2 separate regions of the Sus scrofa genome follow, and region 2 is linked to region 1. Evidence: chromatin contacts called from public HiChIP or PLAC-seq data. All regions are on one chromosome and are shown on one strand. The core of a region is the stretch at or near the end of the contact, and the rest is flanking DNA. Distances in the headings are between cores, read along the strand shown. Region 1 has its middle 110 kb from the start of IER5L. Region 2 has its middle 94 kb from the start of NTMT1.

Region 1 (5,828 bases), core at 1,814-4,313:
ACAGGGCTCGCAGCACACACTCTCCAGCCTCAGGGATGCCAGGCTGAAGGCAGTGGAGGTGCTCCCTCCTTTAAAGGAGACCTAAGATGGAGTCAGAGCAGCTCCCCCGGATGGAGGTAGTAAACAATGCTGTATTAGTCAGGATGGGCTCACGGATACAACCAACCCCCAACCCCCCAAAAAGCTTGCTTTCTTATTCACGTCACTACTGAGGGCTGGAGGAGGGGCGGGTGGGAGTCCTGCTCCACGCAGTAACTCAGGGGCCCAGCTTCCCTCATCTTGTAGTTCGTCATCTTCGAAGGCCTTTTCCTCCCCTGTGACAGTCTTGAGGAAGGGTGACGAGAGAGTGGGGAAGATGACATAGAAGGAATTTCATGCTCGTAAAAGGGGTGGGGGAGAGGCCAGCCCTCGGCTCACTTTCCATTAACCAGCGCTCTGGCATGTGGCCACGCCCCCACTGCAAGGGAGGCTGGGAAATGTAGTCCAGCTGTGTGCCCAAGAGGAAAATCATGAACCAGAGAGTCTGGCAAAGCATAGCGGTCCTTACCACAGAGGCCATTCTCTTTAGGTGGAGGAGCTGTTGCTCACAGAGCACCCTGTGTAGGGCCCAGCCCCTGCCTTGTGTGCCAGAGCTGGCTATTTGTCCTGTAAGTGCGGAGGCTGCTGGCCTGAAGGTTAGGACAGGCGTTGGAAACCTATTCCTAGTCCCTCCCGAAACTGTACATTAAAGTGTGTGTGTGTGTGTGTGTGTGTGTGTGTGTGAGAGAGAGAGAGAGAGAGAGAGAGAGAGCGAGAGAAAGGAATAGAGAGATATTTTGTGGTCTAAGAAGAACATCCAAAGCTTTCACCAGATTCTCAAAAATTTGCGCATAACAGTTTCAAAAGAAACGGACCATCACCTATGAAGGCAGCAGCTTAACTGCGAAGTTGACGGTACTTGGGACTTAGCAAGGCCTGGATACAGGGTACATTGGTCCTTACGGCCCCACTGCGCAGGAGGAGGTAGAGCCAAGGCTTCTGCAGCTACCATCTCTCCTCTCCCACTAAACACACCCCAGAGACCCCAGGGTCAAGACGGAGAAGGCCTCAATTGATTCTTGACAGTGGATGCACCCATTCCCGTCGGCTGCAATGGCCAAGGTGGCCACAGGCTCAGGGACGTCAGCCCTGGAGGCCAGCTGAGATGCGCAGGTAGAGAAACGGAGGTCGGAGGGGGACCATCCCGCGCAGGGTCGCACAGCGAGGGAGGACAGAGCCGGGACTGACCTTCAGATCCAGTCAGTCGGGTGTCTGGGCTTATAAGCAACAGAAGTGGACTCTGTTTGCCTTGATCCGAAAAAGGCTCCATCTCCAGACCGGGGGGGGGGGGGGTTCAGAATGTAAGGGAACACAGGGGATGCAGACGGGCCCCAGCGAGGATGCAGCCAGGCCCTCCTGGAGAGCAGGGGACACTCAGCGACCTCCCTTGGGGCTGGCCGTCAGGACGAGGACTGAGGGACCCAAGCTCAGGGAAGGCGGGCTGCTGACCCATCCCTTGGCACGGAAGCTCGGAGCATCTGGACCGGCAGCCCAGTCCCCGGATTGCACACACAGGGGGGAGTTCCCCATGAGGCAACTGGAGGACTTTCGCCAGAAAGAGACAGGGTGAGGGTGCCGGGCGGCCAAAACAGCAGATGTCCGCTCTGGCCTCCTGCTCCAGGGTTGTGCAATCGAAACAAAACAAGCACGAGGCTGGTTTCCTGCAGCCCAGAGCTGCAGCCTCACCAGGGAATCCGACCCAGAGGAGGCCCGGAAAACAGAGGCACAGGGCAGATGGGTGTTCCGGGCTCTGACACGTCCCCCAGGAGATGGGCAGCTTCCTGAGGGCAGTGGGCAGGCTGGCGGTTCCACACCAGGCTGGGCTCCCTGGGGGCTTGCCCAGGCTGGTTAAGGGAGCTTTTCACAACAAAGGATGCAAGGCTGGAGGAGGAACTGGGCTGGGGGTTGAGGATTCCAGCTGAAGTCATCGCAGGAGAGCAGGGAGCACTGCCCAGCTCTGGGGGCAGCTCATCTGAGAGCGATGCTCAAGCTGGAAGGAGCAAGAAACCACTGACAGAGAGGGGATGAGGTGCTGCGATGCTGGAGAGGCTACAGTCCCCAGTTCTCCAATCTAATCTCAGGGTCACTCTGCAGGCGCCCCATAGATGTGATTGCAGTCCATAATCGGTTGACTTTTGAGAGACATTGGCCTAGATTTTCGGGGAGGGCCTGATTCCATCATTGGAAAGGCTCTAAGTGCAAAGCAGAGGCCTCCTCGATGGGGAAGCTATTCCACCCACACACAGCGGCGTCAGCCCAGGGCCCAGAGGTCCAGCCTGCCCTTCAGAGTTCGGGCTTGTCTAGCCAGCTCCACCATTGCATAACCAATTCCTTGCAATAGATTCCTTCACATAGATCTCCTGCTGCTTCTGTTTTCCCTGGTTGAAGACTGAGTGAGGCAGATGGGGAGGGAGGCTGCAGGGGTGCTCCAGGAGGCTGCTGGCCTCGCTCTGGGTAGAGGTACCCACGTCCTTACAGATGAGAGCTAACTGGGTCACGTCCCTTAACACAGCCAGGGACCAAGGACAGCGCCCCTGGGTGTCAGTTCTCAGAAAGGTGAGCCTGGCATCCTGTCCTCCTGTCGCTTGTCATCCCCCCACTCCAGCCCCACCTGCCACCCCCTGAGCTGGGGGCTGCAGAGCTGCATTTTTGGGACTTTGGGAACCACAGGGGCAGGGAGGTTGCCCTAGCCTCTGGGACAAATAGGGAGACAGAGGCCCAGACTCACTCACCTGTCTGGGGGCGGGTCCTGAGCTCTTTGTATCCTTACCTCTCTCAAGGCTGTCCCTCCCAGCCCACCCCACGGGTGCCACTGGTGTGGACAGAAGCTGGCCACCTGCTCACCGTGGTGCCAGGGCTGTCCTGGCAGAAGGATTGCTGTTGAGGGTCTGCCCAGAGAGCAGAAACCAGCCCGGGTCCAGCTGATGGTGCTGAGGGGAGGGCAGGGCCCCAGTGGGGAAGAGGCCCCATCACTGTCAGCCTCTGTCCCCCAAGGCAGGGGTCTCTGGACACTTCAGGCCCCCAAGAGCTCTCCCCAACCTGTCAGTGGAGGCCACAGGTGGAGGGGTCCAAAACCGCCACCCCGCCTTCAAGGAGCCTCAGCCACATCATCAGAGCAGGTGCAGTGGGAACAAGACTCTTCCAAGCATCCTCTCCCCTTCAACAAGCAGGGGGCAGGGGAGAGGATAAAGACAAGGGGAGACCCCAACTTGAACCTCCAGTCTGCTCCCACAAGCTGGGGGGCCTGCAGACACTGGGGGCGTGCCTGTGGGTGGGCGGGGCTTTCCCTCCAATTTATCCAGGAAACAGGAAGACAGAGCCCCCTCTGCCAGGCTCAGCCCCGGGCACCATTGGTTGTTAACGCCTTTCATCCTCACGCCCATCTCACAGAGGGGGAGACTGAGGCTCAGGGAGGTTAACTTCCTCCCCCAGGCCCACAGCTGGCACATGGCAGGCAGGCCCTGTCGCCCTGGGGTCCAGCCCTGTCTCATTGATGGCAAGGTCTGACCCATCGCTCCTTCTTCTCAGGCCTCCATGGGACCTCACACAGGAGGCCTGCCTTCCCCTGGGGCATCATCTCTTGGGCCCTGTATCAAGAGCGCTCCCTTGGAGTTCCCGTCATGGCTCAGCAGTAACAAACCTGACGAGTATCCATGAGGACACAGGTTTGATCCCTGGCCTCACTCAGTGGGTTAAGAATCTGGCTTGCCATGAGCTGTGGTGTAGGCCGGCAGCTGCAGCTCCAATTCAACCCCTGGCCCAGGAACTTCCATAAGCCACAGGTGCGGCCCTAAAAAGCAAAAAACAAAAACCAAAACAAAACAAAAAAAGAGAGCTCTGGCTGTCTTTTCTTACAGCACAGGTCACAGCCCTAGCCCGATCCATCTCTCTCTCTCTCTATCTCTTTCATCGTGCTGTTTGTTTGGTCTTTGGGGCTCCCACCCCCCATTATCAAAGCAATAAACACTCACGATGGAATGTTTGGAGACCTCACACTGTGGTGTAATTGATCTGTTCCCACACTGCCCGGATCCCCCCAGAGCCCAGCCACACTCAGTAGCTGCTTGGGGGGGCCCAGCCCAGAGCTGGGGTGGGGAGTGGCCCTGCCGCCCCGCCCACCACAGGCTTTGCAAATTTTCAGTCGGTTTGTGAACACAGCCCTGGGTGACATCATCACAGCTGTCATTTAGGGGCCTCTGCTGTGTGCCAGTGCCAGGCCGGGCGCCTACCTCCCCTTGTCCTGCCAGGCCTCTGAGATGTGCTGTTGTCACCACCCCCACTTCTCAGGTTAGGAAACTGAGGCTCAGGGACACAATTTAGCCAAGGTGTTCTGTCTGTCTGGTTTCAGCACCGGTGCTCATCCGCAGCCCCGCCACTCGTGGAAAGGCACGTCCAGGGCCGGTTGTGACTTAGCACCTGCTTCGTGCAGATGCATTCTGCCCAAACCCTCACAATTGCTAAGAGGAAAAAAGAGGCTGCCTTGAGCAATGGTCACTCACTACATAAAACGGAGACAGGCGATGGCCACCCCGAGATTAATGCCCCTGGCAGGCCCTGAGGCTGACCGGTGTTTTTACCTTAACTGTGATTCCCAGAGAGTCCCATAAACCCCGATTTGCTGAAAGCAAAGGAAGTGGGGATTAACTGAGTCTGGGTGGTTTCCATGGAGCCTGGATTGTACCAAACAACAGTTAGCTTCTCCAGGGGTGGGGGTGGGGGGGTGCAAGGACCACAGGTTGGGGAGGGAGCCCCCAGCGCCCCAAGGAGGAAGCTGGGAGATCACTCCCACCACAGCACATCAAAGTCTGGTCCATGCCATCAGCAGGTGACACAGGGGCCACTGGGCACTGGCCATACTTTCTGAGCCCTTCCCCTGGCTGGGAGAACCTGGTTTCCATCAGCACACTGAGGTTCCCTGCCCTCCCCAGGCCTGGCTGCAGCAGCTCTGCCCAGCGCAGAGACAGAATTTCACTGTCAGGCAAGGGAGTCCTCCAGGTCTCCAATGCACTCATTTATTCATTTACTCCTTCATTCATTCATTCCGTGCATTCATCACAAAGCCTTCAGTCGTTAGATCCTTTCTCCTCAGTGCCTAAAGGGTTGGGAGCAGTCGTTCCATGCCTCAAATCCTACCCACGATCACTGAGCCTTCTTACCCCCAATTCATTGGGTGCTGGGCTGCTGGTGTGATGACTGCACGCCCACGTAACACCTTCTCTGGGCATCAGAATCAATTAGACAGAGTCTTCAGTAACGACGGCAAGAGCTGACACCCACAGAGCTCTTCCCATGGGCTCAGAACATCACACATTAGCCCACTTACAATGGCCGGAGACACAGGTGCTGTGCTGTCTTCGTCTTCTTTTTTTTTTTTTTTTTGCTCCTTAGGGCCACACCCGCGTCATATGGAAGTTCCCAGGCTAGGGGTCTAATCGGAGCTACAGCTGCCCGCCTACACCACAGCCACAGCAATGCCAGATCTGAGCCATATATGCGACCTACAGCACAGCTCATGGCAACGCAGGATCCTTAACCCACTGAGCAAGGTGAGGGATCGAACCCGCAACCTCATGGCTCCTAGTTGCATTCGTTTCTGCTGCGCCACGACGGGAACTCCAAGATTAAGATTCTTAATCACATCTGCAAAATTCGTTTTGCCACATAAAGTGACATGGCAACAAGTGCCTTCCACCCTTTTATTCTGCTATCCCTGTTCTGTCTCTTGTTTTAATCTCAAATTTGTCACCTCA
Region 2 (5,828 bases), core at 1,060-3,559, 160 kb before region 1:
GCCTCCTTGGCACCTTGCAGTAGTTAAAAGCACACAGACACTGCCCTCCAGCCAACAGCCTAGCGCCACCCCCCCCCCCAGCTCCTTTGGCGAGGAGGTCAGATGCTGGTTCCAGATTCCAGAGAGGTCTGTGGGGGGGGGGGGTTGTGCGTGCGCATGTGTGTTTGTCCAGGGGTTTCCAGAGCTGTGGCCAGGGGCCGAGGTCCCCCTCCACCCATCATCCCCCTGGTCTGGTCTGGCCTGGTCAGACGACTCTCTGGTCCTGGAGGGTTTGGATGTGTCCCCTGGCTCCTGCCTCAAGTGAAGGGCAAGGACACTCAGTGCAAGGGACACACACACACTGGCACTCCCCCACCCCATGACACGTCCCAGTCACACGCATCCCCCACTCTGGCCTTGGGGTGCAGGCACCCACTGCCAGAGACTCAGCCCCAGCTGGCCCTGGTCACTGTTCGCTGGGTGCCCTCCCTGTGTCCAGCACTGGAATGTTCCCTCTTCTTCCTGCACGTCTAAGGCTCAACATTGACTCTAGGTTGAGCTCAGAGCCCTTTGCCTGCGGTCAAGGCCACAGTGACCAGATTCCACCCCTCTTTCTGGAAGATGCTGGCACAGCCCACGGTACCACATGTGGTCCCCTTTGCCCTTCTCTCTATGCCTGTGCCCAAGCTCTTCCTGCAGCCTGTCCCACCTGTCCCGACACAACCGCCTGCCCTCCCCTGCACCTGCTCCCTTGGCTGCCCCTGTCTTTGGGGACAGCACCAGCCTCCCTTGTGGCACAAGCCAGAGCCTGGCACTTCCCTAACACCTCCTTGGCCACCTGCACTCCCACGCAGTGACACACCAGCGCCTGCCCTCTGGACCTCCCGAGTCGTGTCCTCCCCTCTTTCTCACACCAGGCTGCCATCACTCTCCCGGGACCTTGGTGCCACTCCCATAGCCACAATCTATTTTTTTTGGCCCTGCGCACACCATGGGAAAGTTCCAGGGCCAGGATTGAACCCACACCACAGCAGCAAGCCAAGCCACAGGAGTGACAATGCCAGATCCTTAACCCACTGAACCGCCAGGGAACTCCCTCCATATCCACTCTTGTCCCTATGACTCAAGTGAACTTTACGGTTCTGGTCTCCTTGCTCTTCTCTGTAAAACTTCCAAGGTTTCCAGCCGCCTCTAGGACAAGGGCTGTGGTTGGGCCACACCGATCCTCTCTTGGGTCCTTAGGTCTGTGCCCTTGGGACCCTCATCCACGTGGTTCCTGCTCCCTCCACCAGTCACTATTCCCCTGCCTGATCCCTTCTGGCCCTCAGGCACCTCCTTGGGGAGCCCTCCTATGCCCTCCAGAGATCAGGCCCCTGCGACCAGCCCTTCTAGCCCCACCCGCACAGTCCCCTCCCAGCCCGCTACCCTCTTGTTGTCATTTGATGCATTATTCATAATGGTGTGTGCAGCCTCTGCCTTCCCTGCAGGACTGTGAGCCCCTTGTGGGCCTGGCTACGTCTGTCATGTTTGTCACTGTGCTCCCAGCACCCTCCCCATAGGCCCCGTCACCATCCGGGTTTGGTTTTCAGCTCGGCTCCACCCCAGGGCAGGGGAAGGGGAGCCTGAGGTCCGCCCTTCCCTCCAGGAACCCCTCTCTGCAGAAACCATGGGTTTCCAGGGCAGCCCTCCCTGGACCAGTGACCACTACCCGGTCAAGGTCAAGTCAAGGTGCTGCTGTGGGCTCTGCTGTGGGCTGGAGATCAACCTAGGGCAGGGCTGTGGCGGCCTTGTGCCCCCCCACTCCCCAAGCCCCAGTGCCTTGCACAGCCCTGGGTTGGCAGTGCCCAACAGGGCACTGCTCTCAGCTCAGGCTTGGGGGGCGGTGCTGGATGGACAGCCCCTGGGAGCCTGGCCTGGGAGAGGAGCCAGAGGGGTGCAGGGAGGGGCCCCCTTCACATCCATTTCCCTCCCAGAGCACCCCCCCAAGCTGGCTTCCCACATTCCAACTGGCCTTGAACCCCCTCCCTGACCCCCGCTGCCTGCCCCCTCCTCCCTTCCTCCCGCCACCCCCTCTCCCCTCTCTCTTGCTCCCCCTCCCCGTTCCCCTTCCCCATCCTCTTCTCTCCTCTGCAATCCTCTCCTCTTTTCTCTGAGTCCTTCTCCCTCGCCTCCTTCCTTTCTTCTTCCTGGGTTAAAAATAATCAACTTTCTGGGAAGCAGCAGCTCCTGCTGAGCCGCCCTCCCCACACTTGGGAGCCCCTGAGAATAGCTTTCTGCGGTTCTCAACTCCAGCCCCTCCTCTCCCCCACCGCCCCCTCCCCGCGAGCTGACTAATAAGCCTGGGCCTCGGCAGCAGTGCCAGCTCGGCTAGAAAGGCATTAACCGCTTCGTGCCCAGACCCAGACCGTGGGGGCGCGCCGCCCCCTGCAGTCCGGCCTGGAGTGGGGGCGCCCCCGGGTCGCTCGCAGCTCCGAAGACGGCTTGGCCACAGCCAACCCCGAAGCTCTGAGCTGCACGTAGTAGACGCTCAATTAATTTTGGTGCTGGGTGAACTTTGACCTGTGACCACCAAACCGGCTGGTCGGGCTATTTTTACAGCTCGCTTGGGGCTTTGTGGCAGCGCTCTGGCATCGGGGGCATGTCGGATACCCCAGGGATAGAGAGGGGCTGATGCTTTGGAGCCACGTGGAGGGTGTGAATGGGCCGGTGAGACTCCCTCAGCTTGGCCGGGAGGATTCCTTGCCCCCTGGCGCTGGGCACCACCTGAAGAGGGCCAGGGCCATGCCCGCCACAGGGTGGGCCAAGGGCAGGGAGGGCTGAAAACTGTCCCGGGATCCAAGAACGTCACCGCCGGTCCGTCTTTAGCGATCTTCTGGCTAAAGAGTAAACTGAGTCCCGGAGGAGGAGTCCGGGTTCGTGCCGCAAGACCTTAAGGGACGCAGAGCCGCCCCAGACCCTCAGCTCCAGCACAGGGCTTTCTTGCCAGTGTCGGGCTGCAGGAGGAGGACAGGTGGGGGGGATGAAGGTCAAAGGTGAGGGGTAGTGGGAGAGCCAGAACTCCAGACCCGCGAGTCCCTGCTGGCTCCGCCCACTCCGCGCGGTCCCGGCATTACCTCATCGCGGCGTACGCCCATTGGCTGGTTACCCCGGAGGCCGGCCCAATGCGGCGGAGCCCGTTAACCCTTGCTCGGCCCTGGCCGAGCCTCTTGTCCCCGAGACCCCACGTGGCCTTCGGGCGGCCAAGGGCCGCGGACACCGGGAAGGGTACTTGGGTGGGCAGGCCTGCGGCCGAAGAGTTCAGTGATGAGAGCACAAGTCGGCCACCCTGGCTTGGGCCCCATTCTCCCACAAGCTGTGTGACCTTGGGCAACCGGCCTCACCTCCCTGAGCCTCCTCCGCTTGTTTTCTCAGCTGTAAAAAGAAGTGAATGATGTAACTCCTGCCCTTCCTAATTCCTTCCCGGGTGCTTGCCAAGTGCCCGGCACACGTGGGCTCCGCGTTCCGCACTGCCTCTTCGCTGCGAGAGCTACGGTTCTGATTATGGGTTTTCAGAAGAGGAAACCGGCTCAGAGCAGCCAAGCACCTCCTAAGGTCACACAGCAAGAAAGTCACAGAGCTGGGATTTGACCCCAAGCTTGTGTGCGGCGCTCTGAGCCTAGACTTGTACTCTGCGCAGGCTACTGCGTCTGCTAGGAGATGCTGCTTCTAGAAGCTTCTTGTCCCTTAGGAGGGACAGGCAGTCACATCCCCGGCCAGTCAGCCCACTGGAGCCGCTGTGACCAAATAATACCAGTGACAAGCTGGAGGCTTCCTGGAGCAGAAGGGGCTGGAGGTGAACATTCAAAAGAGGAGGCAGGAGGACCCTCAGATAAAGGCAGAGGCAATTCATGGGGTGCAATGGGGGTGCACGAAGTGGAGTCAGGAAGCTCCAAAGAAGCCTGGTCCAGGGTCAGCCACTGGATGCTGATGTGGAGCCCAGGAAGGCTGCTTCTGTCTAGGCAGCCCTGGGGTGGCAGGTGGGGGAGCAGGAATATAAGCAGAGCCCACCTACCTCGCATCTAAGTATTTACAAGTTATAAATCAAGCTAACGAAGTGCTGAATAAAACATGCTCTGTCCTCCTTCCTTGGCAAATACACCTTCCTAAGGACGAACACACCTGGAAGGCTGGGTTTGTATTGAGGAGTCTCAGAATCCTGGGGTCCACGCTGGAAGTGGCAGCATGGGGAGAGGCAGCCTTGGCTGCTGGTTCCTACTCAGCCCCTCTTTTCTTCTTGTCCCTGGCTTCATTCTTTTCTGTGAAGGGTTTTGCGTGCTGGGTGTGGACACTCCAGCCTGCATGGGTAAACTCTGCCCACACCCCCTGCCCACAGCCACCTCTGGGCCGCCCCCAGGAGGAAGGACCCAGGAAGTGGGCTGGGGGCCACTGAGCAGGGAAGTCCATGGTCCCAGATCAGAGATCGAGCTGGGAGTGTGGCCTCGGTCTCGAGGATTTCTCATCCCATGAGGAAAGGCACAGTCAGAAAAGAGCCAGAGTGCCACCCTCTAGACTGGGACTCAGGTCTGAGGGCACTGCTATGGACCCTGGGGGGGGCTGCTGATTCCCAGGCTAGGGTCTAACTGGAGCTATAGCTGCCAGCCTACACCACAGCCACAGCAACTTGGGATCCAAACCTCCTCTGCGACCTACACTGCAGCTCACGGCAATGCTGGATCCTTAACCCACTGAGCGAGGCTGGGATCAAACCCGCAACCTCATGGTTCCTAGTCAGATTCGTTTCTGCCTTGCCTCCCCTCTTTTTGAACTTGTTCTTGACCAACACTTCCAGCCATGCACCCAGACGCTCCTCAGAGCCCAGGTGCCATCCCCGACTCCTCCCCCAACCCCCACCCCAATACTACCAAGACCTAAGGAGCTTCTCCCTTCAAGCAGTTAGCCCAGAGTTCCCTGGTGGCTCGGTGGGTTAAGGATCCAGCCTTGTCACTGCTGTGGCCTGGGTCACTGCTGTGGCACAGGTCCTGGAGCTTCCGCATGCCATGGGCACAGCCAAAAAAAAAAGAAGTCAGCTTCTTTCACCCTGTGCCCGCTGCCCCTCCTCCGATGCAGGCCAGGCCCCCAGCTCCCACTCTCTGCCCACCTCCTTGTCCAATCTGCCCTCCACGTCCACCAGACAGATCTTTGTTTGTTTGTATGTTTTGGCCACCCCGTGGCATATGGGGTTTTCAGGCCAGGGGTCAGAGCGGAGCTGCAGTTGACCTATGCCACAGCTGTAGTAACGCTGAATCCTTAACCCATTGTGCCAGTCCGGGGATTCAACCTGGGATCCAGAGAAGCCACAGATCCCATTGCACCACAATGGGAACTCACAGACAGACCTTTCTAAAATGTAAGACTTCCGTCTCTACCCATCCGTGCTCTCCGGGCTCTCCATGTAGCGTTCGAAGGTCTGGCTCCCTGCAGCCCCTCCCTTAACCTTGGGTTCCGAGTTGAGCCATTGGAACCTTCTCTCCAATCTGGACAGCTTTATGTCTTCACTCCCCGGGGGTCCTCAGGTATGTTTCTCCCTCTGGATAGAACTATGCTTTCTGCTCTTCATCTTGCCATCTCAGCTTAAGTGTCCCCTGCCCAGGGGACCCTCCCTGAATCCCTGGGCCAGGAGAAACGACCCTGACACCATAATGAGCTGATTCTTTCTGGAGTTACCTGTTACAGGTGTGTTTCCCCTCTGGACTGTCAGCGCCAGGAGGGCAGGCTTGGTCTGTGTGGTTCACTGCCATCTTCAGTGTTGGCAGGGTGCCCGGTCTAGAGCAGGTGGCACTGAAAGTTCATTGGGCAGATGGGTCTGAACT

What was found. HiChIP or PLAC-seq counts read pairs in DNA pulled down with a chosen protein or histone mark.
Region 2: an H3K27ac HiChIP or PLAC-seq map of skeletal muscle shows a contact between it and region 1. The contact joins two enhancer-like sites. A contact is called at or near these places in 4 of 47 Hi-C or Micro-C datasets (embryonic fibroblasts, epiblast stem cells, heart right ventricle and 1 more) and 2 of 2 datasets of contacts at active chromatin or transcription factors (alveolar macrophages and skeletal muscle).

Annotation. Positions count from the first base shown.
Region 1 is chr1:269,567,001-269,572,828 of Sscrofa11.1, reverse strand. No RefSeq gene overlaps it. Among named protein-coding and RNA genes, the nearest start is that of IER5L, 110 kb to the right of the region's middle. Within about 2 kb of position 3,063, at least 21 of the 83 cell types and tissues checked have an H3K27ac peak or open chromatin away from gene starts, as enhancers often do. A contact at or near this core is called in alveolar macrophages, mesenteric adipose tissue and skeletal muscle, where this site is marked.
Region 2 is chr1:269,722,457-269,728,284 of Sscrofa11.1, reverse strand. No RefSeq gene overlaps it. Among named protein-coding and RNA genes, the nearest start is that of NTMT1, 94 kb to the left of the region's middle. Within about 2 kb of position 2,309, at least 70 of the 83 cell types and tissues checked have an H3K27ac peak or open chromatin away from gene starts, as enhancers often do. A contact at or near this core is called in alveolar macrophages, mesenteric adipose tissue and skeletal muscle, where this site is marked.